Regions from separate parts of the Mus musculus genome. Here regions 2, 3 and 4 are each linked to region 1. Evidence: chromatin contacts called from public HiChIP or PLAC-seq and promoter capture Hi-C data. All regions are on one chromosome and are shown on one strand. The core of a region is the stretch at or near the end of the contact, and the rest is flanking DNA. Distances in the headings are between cores, read along the strand shown. Region 1 holds the start of Fam76a (family with sequence similarity 76, member A). Region 2 holds the start of Tent5b (terminal nucleotidyltransferase 5B). Region 3 holds the start of Trnp1 (TMF1-regulated nuclear protein 1). Region 4 holds the start of 1700091J24Rik (a long non-coding RNA gene).

Region 1 (2,700 bases), core at 149-2,648:
ATTCACACACACACACATACACAGAGGCATGCACACTCACAAACACATTTTTAAAAAAAGATTTATTTATTTATTTTATGTATAGGGGTACACTGTAGCTGAACAGATGGTTCTGAGCCTTCATGTGGTTGCTGGGAATTGAACTCAGGACCTCTGCTGGCTCCAGCCTTGCTGGCTCCAGCCCCAAGATTTATTTATTATTATATGTAAGTACACTGTTGCTATCTTCAGACACACACTAGAAGAGGGCATCAGACCCCATTACAGATGGTTATGAGCCACCATGTGGTTGCTGGGAATTGAACTTAGGACCCTTGGAAGACAGTCAGCGCTGAGCCATCTCTCCAGCCCCACAAACACATTTACAAGTAAAAATAACTTTTAAAAAAGGTTTATTGTATGAATGATCATCGATATTTTCTATTCCTTTCTTTCCTCTCACTTCCTATGCCCTACCTCTTTTTCTTTCTCCAGTGCTAGAGATCAAACCAATCCCTAAGTCTCACACACACTAGAACGGACAGATCAATTAGCTCCATATTAAGTGAGGGGGACACAGAGACACACACACAAACTAAAATGTATTAAAGGTTTTGGGTCATGTACAGATGGCCTCCATACACACACAGCCAACCGATCTCAAGAGTATCATGGCCACCGTGTTCCTATTGCCTTTAATTCTAGCTTCAGGTCTCTACTGTTTTACCATTTTACAACTGCCCATCTTTTGTAAGTGCACGTGAGTGCAGGTGCCTGCTGAGTTAAGAGGCATCAGGGATAGCCCTGCAGCTGGAGTTACAGGCGATCTGAGCCTCCAGATGTGGGTGCTGGGAACCAAACTTTGCAAAAGCAGCATTCGGAGCCTTCTCTCCAGCCCATAGAGGACACTCATTTAATATCCTGCTTTTCCCCTCCGCCTGCTCCAAAGATAGACTTTCCTCCTTGGTTGCCAGTGGGTTTAAACTCCGGATGGTCTCGTAGTTCGAATCCGACGTTGCCCGACTGTCACCCCAATCCCACACTCCTTCGGCTAGCGGGAAGCTCCACGGCAACCCAAAACATCACAACTTCATCGAGTATCGCGAGAAGCTCCAATGCTCCCGCAGCCCCCGGAGAGGCGGAGCGAGGGCGGAGCCTCAGCGGGCAGGTGGGCGGAGCCCGAGGGCTTCCGCTATCCTACTCGGAAGACGCTCTTTTCAGGCGGCGCCCCCGCGTGACTGCGCTTTACATAATCGCGGCCCCGAGCGTCACAGTGGCGTAGTCCAACCCGGACCGAATCAGAGCCGTCGGGAACTCCACGTTCCGCCCCCTCCCGCGTGATCGACGTCCACGCGAGCCAGCGAACGGCCTCTGAGCACCGGAGAGCCCGCCCCTGCGCCCGCGGCCCGCCCTCGCCCGCCCGCCCTCCGCAGCCCGCGGCCCGGCCGCCGCCGCCAGGTTGTGCCTGAGACTGTCAGATAAAGCGGCGGGCCGGCGGGAGGGGCGGCGGCGATCACGGCCCGGGCCGGACATGGCGGCGCTGTACGCCTGCACCAAGTGCCACCAGCGCTTCCCCTTCGAGGCGCTGTCTCAGGGGCAGCAGCTGTGCAAGGTGCGCGGGCTGGGGCGGCGGCCGGGAGCTGGGGACGCTCCAGGCGCGGTTCGGAACTCTCGGTCCAGCGAGGACGGCTGCCGGGGTCCCCTCGGGCAGGGTGTGGCCGGCCCGTTTTGCGGACGAGCTGAGCCGGGCCCGCAGAGGACTGCAGGGTACTTGTGGGAGCCCCGGGCGGAGTCCAGGCCCTGGCAGCCGGCGTGTCCTGGTGCTTAGCAACGGCTGGGGTTTCTTCTCCGACCTGGTGAGGTCGCGGGAGGGGACAGCTCCCCTGTTTGTCCCCGACTGGCCCCCCGGGAAGATTTCCTTGGACCGCCTTCTCTTCTGATGTGGTCGTCTTGAGTGTAGAATGACGGTCCAGAGATTTCCCTTGTCCTGGATGAGATTGAACCCCGGAATCAGGTGCTGCTTGTGAGGAGTGTTTTGAACTCTGGACACTTCGTGGGCACTTTACAGCCGATCTCAAAGTTAGAGGTGGCAAGGCTTTATTAGGGAAAATGAAAAAAGTACCCCAACAGTGTCTTGGAACACACACGAACAGGGTGACTTTTTAGCATCTAATTGGTAGCCTTCCTCCTCATCCTAAGCATTTTTTAACCCCTGAAATGCCAGCGTTTTTATATATAACTTCCTCCCACCTCGTCGGTTCAAGAGAGCAACAGTTAAGTCGGCAAGCTCGTGCAGAGTTGCCGTTGACAGATCCTCAGATATTTCAGATACAGAATGTGTGTCTGTGTCCGTCCGCTGTGTGTAGTTCACCTCCCCGCGTCCCCCCAAAAAGATGCCCACATACTTTCCTTAAGCCACTTGGGTTTACTGAGTCCGAAAGATAGTGTTTGAAGGCCCCCTTGGACATAAAAACTTTGATCTAAACATTTTTCTTGTTTGTTTCCGAGGCAGGGTCATATAACTTGTAGCTCTGGCTGTCTTTGAACTCTCAGAGATCTATCTGACTGCCTCTGTCTTCCAAACGCTGGGATTAAAGTCGTGTACTGTTGCTCAGTCTAAGGCTGTATGATTCTTTGTTGTTATTTTTGTTTTTTGTTTTTCCAAGACAGGGTTTCTCTGTATAGCCCTGGCTGTCCTGAAACTCACTTTGTAGACCAGGC
Region 2 (2,700 bases), core at 163-2,662, 560 kb before region 1:
CATGATTGACAGGAACACACAGGAACTAGCACTAGCTAACTTTTCTGGGTTTCATTATACAGGGACTTCAGGACTAGATGTTGAGTTTGGGAATCTGGGGAGTGGGGTGGGATGGGGATGGGGGGGGAGAGGAACTGTTGATCAGATACCATCTGTTCCTGGGGAGCTCCAGGACTCCCTCCCTGAACCTGACCTCCACCTCACTGGATAGCCTTTGGTAGGTAGCTCACCCTCCCACCCGAGGCCTCAGTTAGAATGGGGTATAAGAACGGGCATCCTCTGGTATTTCAGAATTCCACAGTGCTCGGGCTGTATGCAGAAAGAGCAAGTTTGGGGTCTTGCAGGGTTAGGTTAAAAGAGCTGTAGTTTGATGGGGGAGGGGGGCAGCTGCCAGAATCTGATCCTCAGGAGGGAGATAGTGTTTTGGGGTCTGAACCTTGGGCCGGCCTTCATTCTAGCCTTAAGGGAGAAGGAACCCCTAAAATGGAAATTTGATGCTATCTTCAAAGGGGTGAGGTCTCCGGTCTGGCCGCAACACGTGGGAGGTTGGGAGCTTTCCCAGGAATTTCTGGGCTGTTTCACCTAGCCAAGGCTTCTTGAGCTAAGGGTTGTGGGAACACAAGGGCAGAGTGCCCTAGAACCCTGAGGGTGCAGGAGGTCCAAGGATGTGAGGTAGAAGAAGAAAAGCTATTCTGGAACCAGGTACACACCCTCCTCACTGGCGACTGCCAGGGCGATGTCCCATCTAGTGCCTCCTCCATCTCCACCCCATTTCCCAGCCAGGGTCTTGGTGAGTGGTTCCCAAGGGAATAAGAGGTCCCCAGAACGGCAAGCAGGCAAGCTCAGCAGGGTGCAGGAAGAGCTGAACTAGTAGTCGGGTTCCTGTTTCTTAGTTTCCCTAGCTTCCCGGCCAGTCATAGACTCCAGGTACCTTGCAGCAGAGCACCACCCCACCCCCGACCCTGCCAGGGTCCCCCTCACCTGCACGATCTGCTGGGGCTGCACGCTCAGCGTGGGGAAGTTGCCTCGTCCGTGAATGGGGATCGGCTCTTTCAGCAGCGCGTCCAGCCGCTTCACCTGTGGCCAGCTCAGCCGACTCTGGTGCCGTCCCAGGGAGGCCGAGGAGGCCTCCGGGTCCGGGCCGCCGCCGGCCGCCCCAGCCGTGGCCACTGCCGAGGCTGCACCGGTCCCCACCTGCGCAGCTGGCTGCTCCAGGCTCTCAGCTCCACTCTCCGACGGCATCATTCACCCGGCCCCGGTGCCTGGACGGCAGAAACCCGGGAATGGTGAAGGCGAGGAGGGCAGGGAGAGTGGCTGTGCACGGGCCAAGGCGGGGTGCGGGGACCCGGCGGCGGCGAGGCAAACCCAGGGAACACCCCCGACGGCAGGGAGGACTAACAGATCTTAGAGCCAGGCGGCTCGGGCCCAGCTGACACTTATAGGCCGCGGGCCGCACGCCCATTGGTCAGCACAGCTGTCACACAGCAGGAGATGCCCTCCTCTTGTCCCTCCCCCTATCACGGGCCAACACAGTTTTGCAAGGGAATCGCTGGCTCTCAGGAGTTTCTGATTGGCTGAAAGGCACGCCCCTTCCCCGCCCCCTCTCTCGGACCGAATTCCCTCCTTTGGTCTTTAAAGAAGCTGCTGCTTGCGATTGGCCCGAGCCTGCCGGGACTTAGAGGGACAGCGCCCTCCAGCGGCAGAAGTCGAGGGAGGTCTGTGTAGAGTAATGTTGCCGTGTTGACAAGGCGGCCCGGCCGCTTTCTAATTTATTCCTTTGATTGGCCCTTCGAATTACCGCATGCCTGGCGTACCTGTTCCATCTTAGGTGAGGTGAAATCTGCTTAGAGAGAGGGCGTTATTACCCATCATCATGTAGCATGTGAGTGTCAGTTATGGTCCTGATGGAGGTTTAAAGATCTATGTAGCTCTTTGCTCCATCTGGGCCCACCCAGGGTTTTTCTGGGATGGATATTACTATTTTTTTTCTCTTTCTCTCTACAGATCATAGAGGCCGAGGCTTATTGCTACTTTTGAATCTTATCCCCTCCTCCTTTTCAGATTTTAAATATATGTGTCATGGGCAGGAGGGAGAATCGAAATCGAATCGCCCTGTTCATCGCCGCAGTATTTTTTTCTTGTCATTCTCGTAATAATAATATAGCAAATTCTGTAGCCTTCCATTTTCCTAAAAGGCAGACTAAGGATTAAAAGACAGGGAAGAAGAATCCAGGACTTAGAAACAGCTACTATACCCCAGTTTCTGTCAGGGCACAGCTTGACCTGCCTCAAACCAGAACACACATTTCTTCTTTCTGAAAGCCGGCCCCAGCCTCAGGCCACTCTAAAAACCCCTGGAGGAGGCCCCGTGTGTTCCACCAGATGTGTAACCCCAGCATTCCAGTGGTGTGGGCAGGAGGATAAGACGTTCAGTTATCCTTGTCTGCCTGTTGAGTTCTGGGTCAGCCGGGGATATACAGTGAGACCCTGTCAACAACAACATCAACAGGCTGGAGATATAAAGCGCTGACCAATTGCTCGCCTAGTGTGCCGGAGACCCAGGCTTCAACCTCTGGTGCCACAAAACGAGGGAAATAAAAATGAGATCTTTGACTGAGTTGTCTCTGAACTCTAGATCCCCGAGGCTACTGATGAAAGCGTTTGAGGTCCAGGCATAATACTCTCCTGCACATGGATTTG
Region 3 (2,700 bases), core at 193-2,692, 580 kb before region 1:
GATCTGACAGGTTCCCTGGAACTAACCAATGGTGGGGTTTCCCCACATACATACCTCCCTTTTTTCTTCTTCCTTTCTTTTTTTCCTTTTCCTTTTCTCTCAAGACAGGGTTTCTCTGTGTAGCCCTGGCTGTCCTTCTTCTCTGGGATCTACTCCTGTTCACTGAACACCCCTTTACTACCGTGAGTCCTCCCGTCCCGCTTCTCTGAATCTAACTCCCTTCACCCTCCTTCCCTTGCTCTGGGAGCTGCTTCTGTGGAGATTTGCTGTCAGAGTTCCTGTCACTTAAAAGGCACCTGTAAGCACTTAGAGTTGGGTGGACCCGTGGGTCGGAGGGACTGGGGCTTTCCTCCCCCCACTAGTCAGATTCCTCTTCATATATTTTGACCCTCAGGGCTGGCCACACCTTTGGCAGATCCTTTGAAACCCGAGGACCTGCTGCAGTCCTTCCCAATGGGGTTCAGAGCTTCCTTCCTGCCCTGGGGACCTTGCCCTCTCCTACCGTGAACCCCTCCAATCTCTGATGGCGCTTTCAAATAGATACAATCAGAGGTAAAACCCTTGGTGTCTGGGCCAGTACTTGGAAGGGGAACAGAAGGGCTATTTGTGCCGTGGGGAAAGTGGGCAGAGCTAGGATGGTTAAAATTCGAGATGTGGAGTCGTGCTTGGGAATTGGAGGAATCCACGTATCTCAAGGGCTCTGATGAATGGTTGAGTTTGTTCGTTCATTTCCGTCCAGACTCAGCCACTGTCCTACAATTTGACATTGAGCAGGGCATCGCGGCTTCTTCTGAGTTTCTTTCCCCCTCCATTTGAAAGATACCAGGACGTGTCTTGTGGGCTAGCAGGTGCACACGCAGGCAGAGTTGGAGCTGGAAAATAATTTTGCACACCTTGGGGTTTTCTAAGGGCCCCACGAAGGTTGGCGGACCAGGAGCAGCGGCTCTGGTGTTTGTTTTGCAAGCTAAGTGCCTTCCTGGTATGCGAGTAATCCAGTCATATGCCCATCTTCCAGTGGACACCAGTCGTCTCTCTGCCTTAACCACCCCATAAGCCCAGAGAGATGGGCGGGAAGGGCATCCTAGGAGACCCGGAGCGCTAAGTTCTAGGCTAGGCTCTCACTGTCACGCGGGCCCGGCAGAGGAGCAGAGGTGACGCCCAGCCATTCTGGGTAGAGACTGAAATGTATGACTTTTAAACATTACCATCGAATTTTTCTGAGGTGATTCCAGGCGAGGAAAGTGACCGTCACTTATCTACCCCAAATTTGGGATGATGCCCAAACGGAGCCAATCTGGGAGAAAGACAGGGAACTTGAAACACTTGGGGATACGCTCCTTGGCGGGAGGCAGGGCAGATTCAGGCACAAAAGTCTCGGATTGGCTGTGCTGCCATCGCTCCGCCCCATGTGCTATAAGATGCTGGGCGGCGCGTGCGGCCTGGGTGTGGGCTCTGCGGCCGCCTCTCACTAGTCTCGTGCCCAGCATCTCTCCTCCCCACGCACCGACAACCCTGGGCCGCCGCGGGGCGGGGGATGCCGGGCTGCCGAATCAGCGCCTGCGGCCCAGGGGCCCAGGAAGGGACGGCAGAACCGGGGTCGCCCCCGCCGCCACCCCGGGAGCCCCTGCCGTCCCTCCAGCCCCCTTCCCCATCGCCGACCTCGACTCCGACCCCCACTAAGTCACCGCCCTTACCCGAGGCGGCCGAGACACCCGTGGAAGGGCAGGAGCTGCAGCGCTGGCGCCAGGGTGCTAGTGGGGGGTCTGGGGGCGCGGGCCCGGCGGGGATCGCGGGCGCGGCGGCGGGGGCAGGGGGCCGTGCGCTGGAGCTGGCCGAAGCGCGGCGGCGACTGCTAGAAGTGGAGGGCCGCCGGCGCCTGGTGTCGGAGCTGGAGAGCCGGGTGCTGCAGCTGCACCGAGTCTTCTTGGCTGCGGAGCTGCGCCTGGCGCATCGCGCCGAGAGCCTGAGCCGCCTGAGCGGCGGCGTGGCCCAGGCCGAGCTCTACCTGGCTGCGCACGGGTCCCGTCTCAAGAAGGGTGCGCGCCGCGGTCGCCGGGGTCGTCCCCCGGCGCTGCTGGCGTCCGCGCTCGGCCTGGGGAGCTGCGTGCCCTGGGGCGCAGGGCGGCTACGGCGCGGCCAGGGCCCGGAGCCCGACTCGCCCTTCCGCCGCAGCCCGCCCCGCGGCCCCGCCTCCCCCCAGCGCTGACCTCAGTACCCCGGACCCCTGGCTTCCCGAGGCAGGCGAGTCTCCAGGTGCGGGAGGACAGACGGACGGACGGATCCAGGTGCTGGCCAGATGGACGGCGTCATCTACGCGGAGGAGTCAGCTGGGGGTCCATGGGGGGCCCTGAAAGTGACACTAAGGTGCGGTGTTGTTGACTGGTGTTATTTTGGATACAGCGTGTGTCTGTGTTGAGGAGTGTAGGATCCGGGATCTTCCATGTCTGGGCGGGCATCTGTGGAGCCCTGATAGAGCTGTCCTTTTTTTCGTGGCTGGTTAGATGACAGTGCCAAGTCCCCTTATAGAGATGAACTAGTGGAAGGTGTTCGGCTTCCGGAGGGATTTGGTGGCAAACTTTAACAAGCTGGAGCTTGCTGCAATATTGCAACATCTGCTCCCTCACCTGTGCTAGTGTGGTCTCTCCTGGGTCCCCTGGGACTGTAAAAACCCTGCCCTCAAAGTTGCTGGCTTCTACACAG
Region 4 (2,700 bases), core at 134-2,633, 510 kb before region 1:
TTTATGAACTGAATAAGAAATGCACATCCCCCCCCCCCACCCCCATAGATTCAAATGTTTAAACGCTCGGTTCTCAGTTGGTGGTGCTGTTTGGGAAGGTTGTGGAACCTTTAGGAGGTGGGATTTACTGGAGGAAGTATGTCACTGGGGGCGGGGCTTTCAGCGCTTATCAGTTTACTCCACTTCCGGTCTCCTGTCGCGCTTGTGTCAGAAGCAGCTTCCTGCTCCTGTTGGCCCACCTGCTGCTTGCTGCCATGCCTCCCCTCCCGCCATGATGGACCCCCATCCCCATAGGACCGTAGGCCCAAATAAACGCTTTCTTCCATAAGTTGCCTTGGATCACGGTGTTTTATCACAGCAACGGAAAAGAAGCTAGTGCAGAAGACAGCTATGGAGTAAGCACGTGTCTCCAAAAAAGACGTTTAGAAACACGACTGTGAAATTAACTCAGGTAGAGAAAGGTGCGTAAGTCAGAAACATATGGTATAATGTATAATTATGAAACAAACACCTGTCCTGTGCGCACCACACAGCTCAAGGCAATGCAGATTGTTGGCAGCTCCATGTCCCTGTGCCACCATCACATGCCTCAGTTCCTCCTAAGGGAATCAGTAGTTCTTGTAGTCTTTACTGTAGCCTCTACCTACTGTCCCAGTTTCGTGGGTCTTCATAGAACATCCATGCTCTACCGTATAATTTAGATTTTTCTGGTTTCAAACTTGATGTAAATGTGCTAGCCTCCCATCAGTCTGTGTAGCTGGAAAGAAGAATTTACCTATTTTCGTTGCTGATTAATATTCCCTGGTGTAATTATAAAGCCAAGAGCTAAGGAGATGGCTCTGCCTTTGCCACACAAGACGGAAGACCTAAGCTCGATACCCAGAATCTACAAAAGTAAATATAAATAAATAAACAAATAAATAAGCAAGCAAGCAAACAGATGTGTCTGTGATTCCAGGACAGCTATTTTATTATTACCAGAGAAATTGCTAGAAGCTACCAGGACATTTAGCCTGGCGTAAACCATGCAGCAGAAACAAGATCAACCCTGGTCAGCACTGTGAGGGGTGGAGAAGAAACTTCCTAAAGTTGTTCTCTGACCTCGGCATTCACAAACAGGAAATCAGTTTGTTTGTTTTTCAATAAAACAACCCGCTGGGCAGTAGTGGTGCACTCCTTTAATCCCAGCACTTGGGAGGCAGAGGCAGGTGGATTTCTGAGTTCGAGGCCAACCTGGTGTACAGAGTGAGTTCCAGGACAGCCAGGGCTACACAGAGAAACCTTGTCTCGAAAAACCTAAATAAATAAATAAATAAATAAATAAATAAATAAATAAATAAATGAAATAAAGCAACCCATTGGGGATAAAGAGATGGCTCAAAGGTTAAGGGCTTGTTCTGTGTTCTGCTCTTACAGAGGACCCGAATTCAGTTCCCATCGGCTCACAACAGCCGATAACTGCAGCTCCTACAGCCTCTTCTGGACCTGGTGGGCACTTGCACTGGTGAGCACATACCCCCACACATATAGTTACAAATACAAGAAGATATTTTGTAATGAAATGCATCTGTGCACTTTACTAGTGATTGGCTTTGAAATTCTTTGTTTTTACATTTAAATTGTGTACATGAGAGAGAAGGTGAGGAAGTCAGTTGTCTTTCAGCCATGTGATTCCAGGGATGCAGCTCAGGTCCACCTGCTTGGTAGCAGGCTGCTTTTCCAAGGGGCCACCATCCCACATGCTTCTGACAGGCTTTAGAGTTGTTTCTAGTGCATGTCTATTCTTAAATTCCTTCTCTCTCTCTCTCTCTCTCTCTCTCTCTCTCTCTCTCTCTCTCTCTCTCTCTCTCTCTCTCTCTCTCTCTCCAAGACAGATCTCATTATGCTGTCCTGGAACTCACTCTGTAGACCAAGCTGGCCTTGAACTCACAGAGCTCCACCTGCCTCTGCATCCTGGGTGCTTGGATTCAAGGCATGTACCAGCAAGACCAGCTCTGAATGTTTTTGTATCTGCTCCCTGACACACAGTGCATGCATTGCCTAGGACATTTTTCTGGTTTGGTGTCCTGGGTCACAGTATATGAATGTCATACCACTTCACTAAAAAATGCCAACCTTTCCCCCAAATCAGCTGTGCTAAGACACACAGGCTTCTATGTAAATTTTTGGAAGGGTTGATACAAAAAGCAAGAGCAGTCAGGAGGGAGAGGGAGGAGGGTCTGTGGTTCAAGGCCAGTCTCCCACACATAGCAAGTTTGGTGGCAGTTTAGGACATTTGACACTCTGTCTCCTAAAGGAGGTGGGCGGCTAGCTGGCTAAGTATGTAAGCCACTTGCTGTTAACCGATCACTGTTTCTTGAGACATAGTCTTGCTATGTTACCCAGGCTGTACTAGAAATTCTGGGCTCAAATGGGTCTCCCTCCCCAGCTTCTCCTCCCGGGCAGGTACCACCCACAGTGCCCGGCTCCAGAGGAGACTCTGGGGGAAAAAATAAAATCAGTCTGGGTGTGGTGGCACATGCTTGCAATCCCAACCATGGGTAAGTGGAATGCAGGAAGACAGGAGGCCAAGGCCAGCCTAAGATCCTATCTGCACTGGCCACGGTGGCACCTTTAATCCTGGCACTCGGGAGGCAGAGGCGGGTGGATCTCTGTGAGTTCGAGGCCAGCCTGGTCTACTGAATGAGTTCCAGGACAGTC

Evidence for each region. Promoter capture Hi-C pulls out the DNA fragments that hold promoters and counts their contacts. HiChIP or PLAC-seq counts read pairs in DNA pulled down with a chosen protein or histone mark.
Region 2: a promoter capture Hi-C map of embryonic stem cells shows a contact between it and region 1, with 3 times the contacts expected there. The contact joins the promoter of Tent5b here to the promoter of Fam76a in region 1. A contact is called at or near these places in 7 of 39 promoter capture datasets (embryonic stem cells, hematopoietic stem and progenitor cells, hippocampal neurons and 4 more), 1 of 15 datasets of contacts at CTCF or cohesin (large pre-B cells), 1 of 484 Hi-C or Micro-C datasets (B cells), 8 of 115 datasets of contacts at active chromatin or transcription factors (astrocytes, embryonic hindbrain, embryonic stem cells and 3 more) and 3 of 9 other capture datasets (adipose tissue, macrophages and pancreatic islet).
Region 3: a contact with region 1 is called in an H3K4me3 HiChIP or PLAC-seq map of neural tube, with 3 times the contacts expected there. The contact joins the promoter of Trnp1 here to the promoter of Fam76a in region 1. A contact is called at or near these places in 4 of 39 promoter capture datasets (hematopoietic stem and progenitor cells, neutrophils, pre-B cells and 1 more), 8 of 115 datasets of contacts at active chromatin or transcription factors (embryonic hindbrain, embryonic stem cells, large pre-B cells and 2 more) and 2 of 9 other capture datasets (adipose tissue and pancreatic islet).
Region 4: a contact with region 1 is called in an H3K27ac HiChIP or PLAC-seq map of embryonic stem cells, with 5 times the contacts expected there. The contact joins the promoter of 1700091J24Rik here to the promoter of Fam76a in region 1. A contact is called at or near these places in 1 of 39 promoter capture datasets (liver), 1 of 15 datasets of contacts at CTCF or cohesin (large pre-B cells), 5 of 115 datasets of contacts at active chromatin or transcription factors (bone marrow-derived macrophages, embryonic forebrain and embryonic stem cells) and 2 of 9 other capture datasets (adipose tissue and liver).

What each region holds. Positions count from the first base shown.
Region 1 is chr4:132,921,249-132,923,948 of GRCm38.p6, reverse strand. It overlaps Fam76a (family with sequence similarity 76, member A), which reads left to right and starts at 1,398. Exons shown (of 9, transcript NM_145553.2): 1 at 1,398-1,591. The coding sequence starts at 1,511.
Region 2 is chr4:133,478,845-133,481,544 of GRCm38.p6, reverse strand. It overlaps Tent5b (terminal nucleotidyltransferase 5B), which reads right to left and starts at 1,412. Exons shown (of 2, transcript NM_175307.6): 1 at 982-1,412. The coding sequence starts at 1,245. It overlaps Gm13257 (a long non-coding RNA gene), which reads left to right. Exons shown (of 3, transcript XR_390815.4): 3 at 1-68.
Region 3 is chr4:133,497,292-133,499,991 of GRCm38.p6, reverse strand. It overlaps Trnp1 (TMF1-regulated nuclear protein 1), which reads left to right and starts at 1,442. Exons shown (of 2, transcript NM_001081156.2): 1 at 1,442-2,364. The coding sequence starts at 1,535. The coding sequence ends at 2,206.
Region 4 is chr4:133,433,578-133,436,277 of GRCm38.p6, reverse strand. It overlaps 1700091J24Rik (a long non-coding RNA gene), which reads left to right and starts at 1,383. Exons shown (of 2, transcript XR_881474.2): 1 at 1,383-1,504.